3 separate regions of the Mus musculus genome follow, and regions 1 and 3 are each linked to region 2. Evidence: chromatin contacts called from public Hi-C and HiChIP or PLAC-seq data. All regions are on one chromosome and are shown on one strand. Each heading gives the region's core, a stretch centred on a gene start, on an enhancer-like site or on the middle of the called end of the contact. The rest is flanking DNA. Distances are from core to core; before and after follow the strand shown. Region 1 overlaps Poc1b (POC1 centriolar protein B). Region 2 has its middle 17 kb from the start of Gm35533. Region 3 overlaps Gm20110 (predicted gene, 20110).

Evidence for each region. A called contact is a pair of places that touch in the nucleus more often than the background predicts. HiChIP or PLAC-seq counts read pairs in DNA pulled down with a chosen protein or histone mark.
Region 1: an H3K27ac HiChIP or PLAC-seq map of microglia shows a contact between it and region 2, with 5 times the contacts expected there. The contact joins two enhancer-like sites. A contact is called at or near these places in 2 of 115 datasets of contacts at active chromatin or transcription factors (embryonic stem cells and microglia) and 1 of 9 other capture datasets (embryonic stem cells).
Region 3: a contact with region 2 is called in a Hi-C map of bone marrow-derived macrophages, with 14 read pairs. The contact joins two enhancer-like sites. A contact is called at or near these places in 3 of 39 promoter capture datasets (cranial neural crest, frontonasal cranial neural crest and second pharyngeal arch cranial neural crest), 1 of 15 datasets of contacts at CTCF or cohesin (the NIH/3T3 cell line), 2 of 484 Hi-C or Micro-C datasets (bone marrow-derived macrophages and microglia) and 6 of 115 datasets of contacts at active chromatin or transcription factors (astrocytes, bone marrow-derived macrophages, embryonic stem cells and 2 more).

What each region holds. Positions count from the first base shown.
Region 1 is chr10:99,196,450-99,199,775 of GRCm38.p6, reverse strand. It overlaps Poc1b (POC1 centriolar protein B), which reads right to left. Exons shown (of 12, transcript NM_027740.7): 12 at 1,702-3,150. The coding sequence ends at 3,046. Among named protein-coding and RNA genes, the nearest start is that of Gm34574, 34 kb to the left of the region's middle. Within about 2 kb of position 1,970, at least 81 of the 459 cell types and tissues checked have an H3K27ac peak or open chromatin away from gene starts, as enhancers often do. A contact at or near this core is called in microglia, where this site is marked.
Region 2 is chr10:100,159,440-100,162,527 of GRCm38.p6, reverse strand. No RefSeq gene overlaps it. Among named protein-coding and RNA genes, the nearest start is that of Gm35533, 17 kb to the right of the region's middle. Within about 2 kb of position 1,762, at least 65 of the 459 cell types and tissues checked have an H3K27ac peak or open chromatin away from gene starts, as enhancers often do. A contact at or near this core is called in bone marrow-derived macrophages and microglia, where this site is marked.
Region 3 is chr10:99,617,920-99,621,217 of GRCm38.p6, reverse strand. The region is part of intron 1 of Gm20110 (predicted gene, 20110); the gene reads right to left. Among named protein-coding and RNA genes, the nearest start is that of Gm20110, 10 kb to the right of the region's middle. Within about 2 kb of position 1,572, at least 5 of the 459 cell types and tissues checked have an H3K27ac peak or open chromatin away from gene starts, as enhancers often do. A contact at or near this core is called in bone marrow-derived macrophages, where this site is marked.

The sequences.
Region 1 (3,326 bases), core at 721-3,220, 960 kb after region 2:
TATAGGGAGGGTTCCTATTTCAGTCTGGGAGTCTGGAAGTGAAAGGAACCTGAATGGAGAACTAACTCCCTCAAGGCAGACAATTCCAATCAAGGGAGGCCCAAGGGGGAGGGGTAAGCGTAATGGTGTTTACCCAGAGGAAGGGATACAAGGGTTGGGGGTGGACGGACAATGTGTAGTTAAGACTAGAGCCTTTACTATTTACTAGTCTTACTAGACTTTACTAGTCTTCCTCACTAGCCTTTACTTTGTTACTAAGATGGGACCATGCTTGGTTGCAATAGCCTTTTAGACAAGTCTCTCTTGGCAACCCATCTGGCTTCCTGCCTCAGCCTGGTGAACACTCAGATTGTAGGTCTGTGTCACCACCGAGAGAGAGAGAGAGAGAGAGAGAGAGAGAGAGAGAGAGAGAGAGAGAGAGGCGCTTGGTTGACTCTTGCTCTCCTAGAACCACGCTAGCCAGCTGTGTGAGCATGGGAAGGGGTGACCGGAGGGAGACAAGTTATGGGTCACCTGAAAAATGATCCAGGCAAGAGATGACAGCGATAGAGATGACAGAGATTTGGATTATTCACGAAACGGAGGTGGTAAGGAGTGACTGGGTGTTTTATATACTTGATAAAGCCTTCCTGAAGGGCTGAACTGTTGTTAGTGAGACAAAGCCGTTAGAATGACTCCACGTGTTGAATCTGGGCAATGAAGGAAGTTAGTCACTCTTGAGGTGGTGAAGATGAAGCAAAGAGCTCCTAGTGATGTGGTGTTCTGGGATGGCATTTGGCGATGCCAATGAAGAACTTTTTGGGTTTTTTGGTTTTTTTCTAAGCGTGGTGGTTCGTGCCTTTAATATCAGCCCTTGGGAGTCACAGGCAGGTAGATATTCTGAATTTGAGGCAAGCCAGGTCCACATAGCAAGTTCCAAGTCAGCTAGAGCTCCATAATTGAGGCCCTATCTCTACAAAAGTTTTAATATAGCCCAGGTTTGCCTTGATATCCTCATTCTCCTGCCTCCATGTACCAGTGAGGGAACTACGTGTGTGTGTGTGTGTGTGTGTGTGTGTGTGTGTGTGTGTTAGCAGCTCAGCTTCTTTGGGGAGCTCAGAGGGGAGAAACTCAAGTTAGGAAGCAGAAGGTGCTGCTGTTGCTGGAGGGAATTTCTTAAGAGCAAGGAGAAAGGGGTAGGGAAATCAGAAAACGACCCTCTTGGAAAAGTTTCAGGGCTTTTTGCCCCCCCCCCCCTTTGTTTTTCCGAGACCGAGGTTTCTCTGCATAGCCCTGCCTGTCCTAGAACTCATCCTGGAGACCAGGCTGTGTTCAAACCCAAGAGATCAGCCTGCCTCTGCCTCCTGAGTGCTGGGATTGAAGTTGTCCGTCACCATTGCCTGGCTAGGACTTTTGGTCTTATCGAGGTTCTGTGGCGATGAGGAAAGTGTGGTCCCCTCAGGCTGTGGGGACGGAACCAGCGGAAGCTGGATCACTGATCTCTAAATGGGGGCCCCAGGCTTGGAGCAACCAAATCAGCTTAAGCTTGTTACAGACGCAGGGCCCCTTCTGCAACTGATGAGTCACAAGCACTAGAGATAAGGTTAGAGATCGAGAGCTGGGAACCCTTCAGGAGCTTGCTATGCACACTGGGGCCCACAGGACTGCGGTAATAGGGTCAGTGACAAGGTTGTCAATGTTTAAAAAAAGAGAAGACATTGATCTTTTTAAAAAAGAGAAGTGTCTTTATTGTTTGAAGCATAAAAAAGAGGAAACAAAAGTTGGCATTACATTTCATTTTTTTTTATGTCGTCTTCTCAATGAAGGTATAAAAATACATGGCCACTTAGTTTTGTGAGCTGGGAAAAATGTCAAGATGGTTACACTCACAGGACAGAGAAGGCACTTACAACACACAGGAGACAGAAGAGAAAAGCAGCTCAGAGGCACAAAACCGAAACCGCTTGGAGAACAACCTCTCCATTCCCACACCATTGTTTCTCCATTTTTCTGTACACAGATGGCATCTGCCCCTGCTACACAGCCGTGCCGGCCTTTGTTCTGTGTGCCCAGAGCCAGCTGCCTTGAATTTGCCTTTTTTTTTTTTTAACTTTGATTTCCATTTTGTTTAAGATAGAGAAACGTTCTTAACTTGTGTTCAAGATCTTTTAGAATGCCTGACCCATTTTCATTTCAAATCACAATTCATTAAACTAAAATAGACGATGCACTTTTTTTTTTCCTAAATAAAAATGCACTTATTTCAGCCACCAGAATCACCTTAAGCAATAATACATGTGATTCATGTGTGCATCCTTTTCATCATTTTGGCTTTTTAGCGTACTGAAAGCACACAGGCATAATCTCTGTGAGCTGTGGCCACAGGTTCAGTATGACCCAGACCACTCAGTGTGTTCACCTGTAACACCAGAGATGCGCACGTCCCATGCAGTTCCCACCAGACAAGGAAAACGCCTGCCTTGTCACGTGAGCACGCTTGCTAATCACAAGCAGCTGATTCTTGCTGTGGCAATACTGAGGGAGGGAGCATGGTTTCAAGGCAGACTCTTTTTGACCTGAAAGAACTACGAGCCAGCTCAGTTTTCTACATCTCAGATGCTATCTGAAAGCAAGCGAATGGTTTCCCCTCAAGGCTGTGCTCACCTAAGAAACACATTCATTACCTTCAGGAACTGCCTGGGCATGGTCATTCTGCGATGGTGCAACAATAAAATCTAGAGGTCCGCTTACTTTCCTGGTGGGGATCTGCATGTTAAATAAAAGCTGACATTTCAAATAATATGGGGGAGGGGGGAAATGGGGTGATTAAAATGTTCATAACTTTATTACTGCAATTAGACCTGGGAGGAGCATAACTTGATCCTTGACATTGATTTGTGTGTTTAAGTCAGTCCCTGAGAATGCCTGGAACCTTTTCGGTTTCGTTGCTCACCCTCTGAAGAATCGGTTAGTGCGTGGCAGGGGTGTGGAAGGCCTCGGCTACCTCCAGAGTGTGTGAGCCCGTCTTCTGGCGACTGACCTGACCTCGCTCACGGCCCTCCCTGCTCAGCTCTTCTGTTGGACAGCGCTGAAAAGCTTTTGCTGATTCTCAAGGCAGTCTCTCAGCTTATCTTCTGTCAAAGACAGTCGCTGCTCCAGAATTGAAACAGTCTGCAAACAAAACAACAACAACAACAAAAAAACAACGGCGTCAGAGCCTGAGACCCTGCTCATGAGGGGGACAGTAAGCGCACCTCCATATGAGGCTCTTGTAGGGCCTGGATATCAAACACCTGGCCCCAAACTGGCTAAAAAAAACCGAGCCTGCCTGCAGAGCAAAGCACTAT
Region 2 (3,088 bases), core at 513-3,012:
TGCCTCTTGTCTCTGTGTGTGCCATCAGCCTTACCCCCACCCCCATGGTGACTTCCCTTGGTCTCCCACCTTGAGGCCAGTGAATTTGCCTGAGAGCAGCTCCCCAATAAACCTGCCTTTGATACAATCTAATCTGGCTTGAATTGTCTTATTTCACTGGCAGCGGAGAAACAGCCTATCAGTATGGAATTAAAATAACACATAGAGACTTGTAATACATTTTAGAGGAATAAATTAACATGTAAGACATATTTGAAAAATAAATACCAAATAATGCAAATGTTTCTCTTGTAACTAGTAAACTCATCTTCCAACTCCAAAATTTAAAACTGTTGTCGTTTGCTGACACTAAAAATGTCACAGGCTTTTCTTAGCTTGCTCATTTTGTTTTTGATATGGGATCCTCTAATTTTGCCCTGGCAGGCCTGCTACTTGATAGAAAGACCAGGCTGGCCTTGAAGTCGTAGAGATCTGCTTTTGCTTAGGGAGTGTGGAGATTATAGTGACGCCAGTAATTATCATAAGGAACACACAAAATCAGAGTTTATCTCTATTAAGGTAAAGCTGAAAAGCTACTTTTTTCCTGTCTTGGCCTTTGGAGAATTGACTTTTTGTATTTGACCATGTTCATCTTGCAGGTATCTATGGCTAAGGGGCACTTTAAATATTTAAATATTTATATGCATATGTACATGTATGGTTCTATGTGTATTTTATTGTGTCAATTCATAAATAATCATTATGTTGTCACAGCAGATGCTGTGAATTGTACCAATCTTTTTTTCATAATCAACGAGAAAGGCAGGGCTCTAGCTACACAGTCAGCAGCATCTTTGGTTTGGTGTGGTCTGTATTCTCATCTGTCTTTGAACTCCCTGACTCACAATGTTTGTGTTGGAAAGCCTACATCATACTTTCCCGCTTTGCTTTAAAAGTTTCTATACATTTTTTTTCTAGGTATAGCTTCTAAGGCCTCTGTCATCGTCAACTAATTTTAGTGTAGTCTCTGCTTTGCTCCTAGAATTTTATTAAATGCAGGAGGCCCCAGTTTCTACATACAGCGACCAGCTCTAGAGTCTTCAGGGCTGTAGCTCAAATCTAGCTCCCTCTGACTGATAGCTTTGTTCTTTCTCCAAGGTCCTTGCTCACGTTATTTTTCTTTGCTGCTGTAGCAACTAGGAAATGACATTCATTAAAAATATTTAGTGTGAAGCAGAGAATGGAGGAATGACCATCCAGAGACTGCCCCACGTGGGGATCCATCCCATAAACAACCACCAAAACCACACTATTGTGGTTGCCAACAAGAGCTTGCTGACAGGAACCTGATACAGCTGTCTCCTGAGAAGCTCTGCCAGTGCCTGACTCATGGCTCTAACTGTATATGTAGCAGAGGATGGCCTAGTTGGTCATCAATAGGTGGAGAGGCCCTTGGTCCTGAGTAGGCTCTATGCCCCAGTATGGGGGAATGCCAGGGCCAGGAAGCAGGAGTGGATGGGTTGGTGAGCAGGGGGAGGGGGAAAGGGATAGGGGATTTTTCAGAGGGGAAACAAGGAAAAGGGATAACATTTGAAATGGAAATAAAGAAAATATCTAATAAAAAAAAAAGAAAAAATATTTAGTATGTCTTTTTTTTTTTTTTTTGAAACAACAAAAACCATTTTTCGCCCTGGGTAAAACAGATTGAGGAGAAAAATACATCCAGCATGAACATAAAGTATATATCACACATCACAAAAGGATCCAGCTGGAAAATGCTTCGAGACACCACTTACTTTATTAAAATTGCAAGACGATGAAAATGGAAGCTTTTACATGTCTCCTTTCCTGTCAGAGCACGTGACCCCAGAGGAATGCCTGACATGGAAGGCAAGTAGCTTTCCTTGCTGGGTTTAGCTTCTGCTTTTGTTTGGTTTGGTTTGGCTTGGCTTGGTTATTGATTTACTTTTGTATTAAGAAGTTTCGCTATATTTTAGAACTAGGAATTTACATGGTGGACAGAAGTCAGCCTGGTTTGAGAGAAGGGATTGCGAGCTGGCAGGCCATTCAGCACTCACGGAAGGACAATGGTCAGGCACCAGTCTGCGGTCTGCGAGCACTTGAAGTATTGTGCTGAAAATAGAAGCAGGAAGGAACTAACTCTCTCCAATGTTCACTAAGCCGAGCAGCACAGGGCACACAGAGCCCACACAGCTTCTCTACCCTACACCCACGACCCTCCCAGCTTTTCTTTTGCTACAGTGCCTTTCTCACAAGAAGAAAGAAATGTGCATCGCTCACTTTCACAACTCTGTTGGGTCTGGGAAACACACATGTTACCCAGACCAACCTGATGAAATCAGAAGAGAAGTTCTTGCGCCTTCTGGGAAGAATTTCTTCCTCACGAAAGACATGCAAAGATAAATGCCCCCTCCCCCGTTTTGCAGGTTTCCAGATACGATATGATACCTGGGGCTCCAGCAGCACAGAATCGCACACACTGACCCGCCCAGATCTAGCAGCTGCTGAGAGACTCTCTAATCACTGCAGTTCCTGGTCTTGAAATCAAATAAGCATCTAGAGTGGAAGTTGTTTTCAGCTGAGTGTGCTGTTTCTGGAAGTCATGTCCATCCTAGCTGAACATCCTTGGGACAGGCACCACAGTATACCACGGTCATCTTGCTAGCCAAGCATTTTTAGAGAAAGATAACTTTGGCTCAGAAAGATTTGTCCAGAGTCTCCAAAGCTCTGGGAGAAAAGATGTCATGATTAGACTCTGGCTGTGCACCTGGGTATCTCCGGTCTTCTTTGCTTCGCACCACTCCATCCCTGACCTATTATTTAGACTGGAACAGTAGAGGCAGGGATATCTTTGTTCCGAGACTATGGAAGGCACTAGAAGAGATAAGAATTGGCAAAATAATAATAATGATGATAATAATAATAATAATAATAATAATAATAATAATAGGTGTATGACTTTAAAAATGAGACATGTTACATACAATTCTTTTAGAGTTACAATTATAATTAACTATGGGTAACAATGAACCCACTTACAAATAACTATGGGTTATGAATCTTCAGTAAGGATCTCTTTCCCAGTTCT
Region 3 (3,298 bases), core at 323-2,822, 540 kb after region 2:
GGGGCTGGACTGGTCATATTAAGAACTAATAGAGTCAGGCTAGAGAGATGGCTCAGAGGTTAAGAGCACTGACCGCTCTTCCAGAGATCCTGAGTTCAATTCCCAGGAACCACATGGTGGCTCACAACTATCTGTAATGAGATCTGATGCCCTCTTCTGGTGTGTCTGAAGACAGACAGCAACAGTGTACTCACATATATAAAATAAATAAATCTTTTTTAAAGAGAGAGAGAGAGAGAACTAGTAGAGTCAATTATTAATCGTTTACAACAGGCACCAGTCAACCAAAGAGGATGTGTTAAAAACCCATTTGGAAACCACTTACTTTGCAAGCTAACTAAGATACACATAATATTTAAAAGCAATTTGAACCGAGGTACATGGGTAGACAATGCTTCCCCCAGAAGACAGGAAGAATTATTAAATAAAAACCACAGTGTCAAGCATTGGGTACCTCCCTTTGAGTTATTGGTCAAGGGGGTTCCAGAGGCCCACAAAACAACACAGCCTGTCCTCATCGCCCTTGGCTGCCCGCCCGAAGGAAATGGCAAGGCCCTATTGCATGAGCTGCAGCACACTTTGGTTGCAAAGACGTAGAGAAATAAAACTGGAACTAACGTGGAAACCTCCTCTCTCGTGGCTAGATTGCATAGTGCCAGAAGATGCTATGTACCCTGGTTGGAAAGAAAAGTGACCAATGGTATATTACTCAGTAGAGGACAGTGCATGCTACAATACCAATGAGCCAAGCTAGACTTGCCCACTGATCCAGGAAGTGGCACAAAGGTTACGGGAACATCTGCATTCTGATTGGATTTGAGGTCTGCTACGCAGGAGTTCTCTCCTGCCTACTACTGCAAACCTGGCCAAAAGCTCATGGTTCAGGAGGCCATAGGCCCTAGGGGAGAACTACCCTTCACTTGCTACAGGGACCCATCGTCAAACTGCCTCCCGGGTGTTTATTTATATATACACACGGGCTAGCGGTGCTCTGAATATCCAAATAGTGCAGTGGTTCATAGCTAATATGGAAACTCATAACTGGCCAAGGTTCTGAGATAAAAGATTATTGAATGTTTTCCCCTAAAAGGGATGACTATGTCATCTTTTGTCCAAGGTTCAGAGAATGTTGCCTATGCGGGAGGGGAATTTAAGAATCATAGGATGACGCGGATGCTGTGACGTGCTCTCTTCTGGACGTGACACCTGGTTACCCACACAAGACTTCTACAAGATATTGCCTCTGAGATCACTCAGCATCCCAGCACGCAGTACGAGGGTTACAAAACAAATTGGAGAGGCCATGAAGGGGTCGGATGTGCTGGGGGGAGGGGGTACCTGGGGTGTGAGAGGGGGAAGCATATGATAAAAATACAGTTTCCATGTATAAAATATATTCTAGTAAAATTTTCCTCTCAAACTAAAATTTAAAGTCAGATCTAAAGGATTCTCATTCGTTCCTACTCTCAGCTCCGGATTGGTCAAAGCTTGCTAGAATGGGGAATTTTCCTCTCAGGCAGGATGGTGATTGTGAGTGGTTGAGATGGTCACACAGTAAATGCCTTAGCGCTCTATCGCCGACAGATGGCGCTCTAGCCTTAGTGGTCAAAGACAGCCCAGGCTATTCCCTCCCTGAAAGTTCCGTTTCTGTTAATAAAAAAAGAATAAACACAGACACGGGTCACTGGACTGTTGTAAGCAGCGAGAACAATTGAAGAATTCTATTTAATTCCCCATGGAAATTACTCTCAATACAATTTTAAAGTGAATAAAAACTCAGTAGCTCTTGGAGCCGAATTCACATGTGACATTATTTTGACTGGGGAGGCAAAAACACGAACACTTTTAAGTAGCAATTTTAAAAAGAAGAAAAATTGGACGCTCTGAACAAAGAAGAAAAGATGTAAACCGGGGAGCAGGGGACATCAATTACAGGCATTAAGCGTTCTAAATGAGACCTCGTCATTTGCAGGCTCTGCGTCTTCTGCCAGCTCTCCAGTCTCCTGGAATCTCTGCGAGTTGGTGTCAGTGGTACTGGACTTGCCTAGGAAAGTGGTTGTGATGAGAATTACGTATTTATCACATACGTTACAAATCATTTAGAATGCAGCCGGTACTTAGTAAAAGAAGATCTCTTACTCAGTGCCTGAGAAAACACAAACATGTCCTTCAGCTTCTCCGCCTTGGATTCGTTCGTAATCACAATCAAATCGAACGCACAGGTCCTTGTAAATTTTCGGAGTCAATGGAAAGTTGTAAATGTTTATGTGTTGTGTCAGCCAAACTTTGAAGAGATGTCATATTGATATGACAGGAAATTTATATGTTTTTAAGTGTGGGGGAGAACAGATTGCATACTACTGCTGTAGCAAAGCCCCAACATTGTTTAAAGTAATCTATTGCTGGCAAGATATAAACCGAAAAGATAATGCTAATTATTTCTGAGCCATGAAGCCTTAGCTAGTTTTAGTCTGCTTAGTACATCTTTAATACTTTTACTAAAATGGGTGTACATTTCTACCCACATAAAAACCTTGTTCAATGCAGTGCTGTAAAGCAGACACGCCATGTGTATCATTACCACTGTACAGCCTCCTCTTTACGGAGGAGCCCCTCCTAGGAGTCAGGCATGGCTTAGAATTCTTAGGGGGGTGGGAAATGGGGGAGAGGGATGAGGGGATGGGATGGGGTAGGGACAGGAGGGGGGACAAGAGGGAAGGGAGCCCAGCCAGTGTCAACAAGATGCTCAAACAAGTATTAAAATGGAGAAAATTGACTCTGTCTCATCAAGTGGGATTATGTCAAATACTTCACAAATACATATCAGTTTCACTAACCATACCAGTGGGAAAGACTTCTGTCATTTGATATATCAATCTGTAATTAACATAGGCTTATGTCACCAAAATTTTAAATACATACATACTTTTGACCCATTTCTTGGACTATAACCGAGAGAAACATGTGCACTGAGGACAACAGTCAAGGATTGTACCGGGCTGTGGTGGCGCATGCCTTTAATCCCAGCACACGAAAGGTGGAGGCAGGAGGGTCTCTGTAAGTTCAAGGTTAGCCTGGTCTACAGAGTGAGTTCTACGACAACCCTGGGCTACACAGAAATCCTATCTCGAAGGAGGAGGGGAGGGGGAGAAGGAGGAGGAGGAGAAAGAGGAGGAGGAGGAGGAGAAAGAGGAGGAGGAGGAGGAGGTGGTGGTGGAGGAGGAAGAGAAAAAAAGAAGAAAAGAAAAAAACAAGAGTGGATAGGCAGGATTGTAAGAACAAAAGATGAAATATCTTA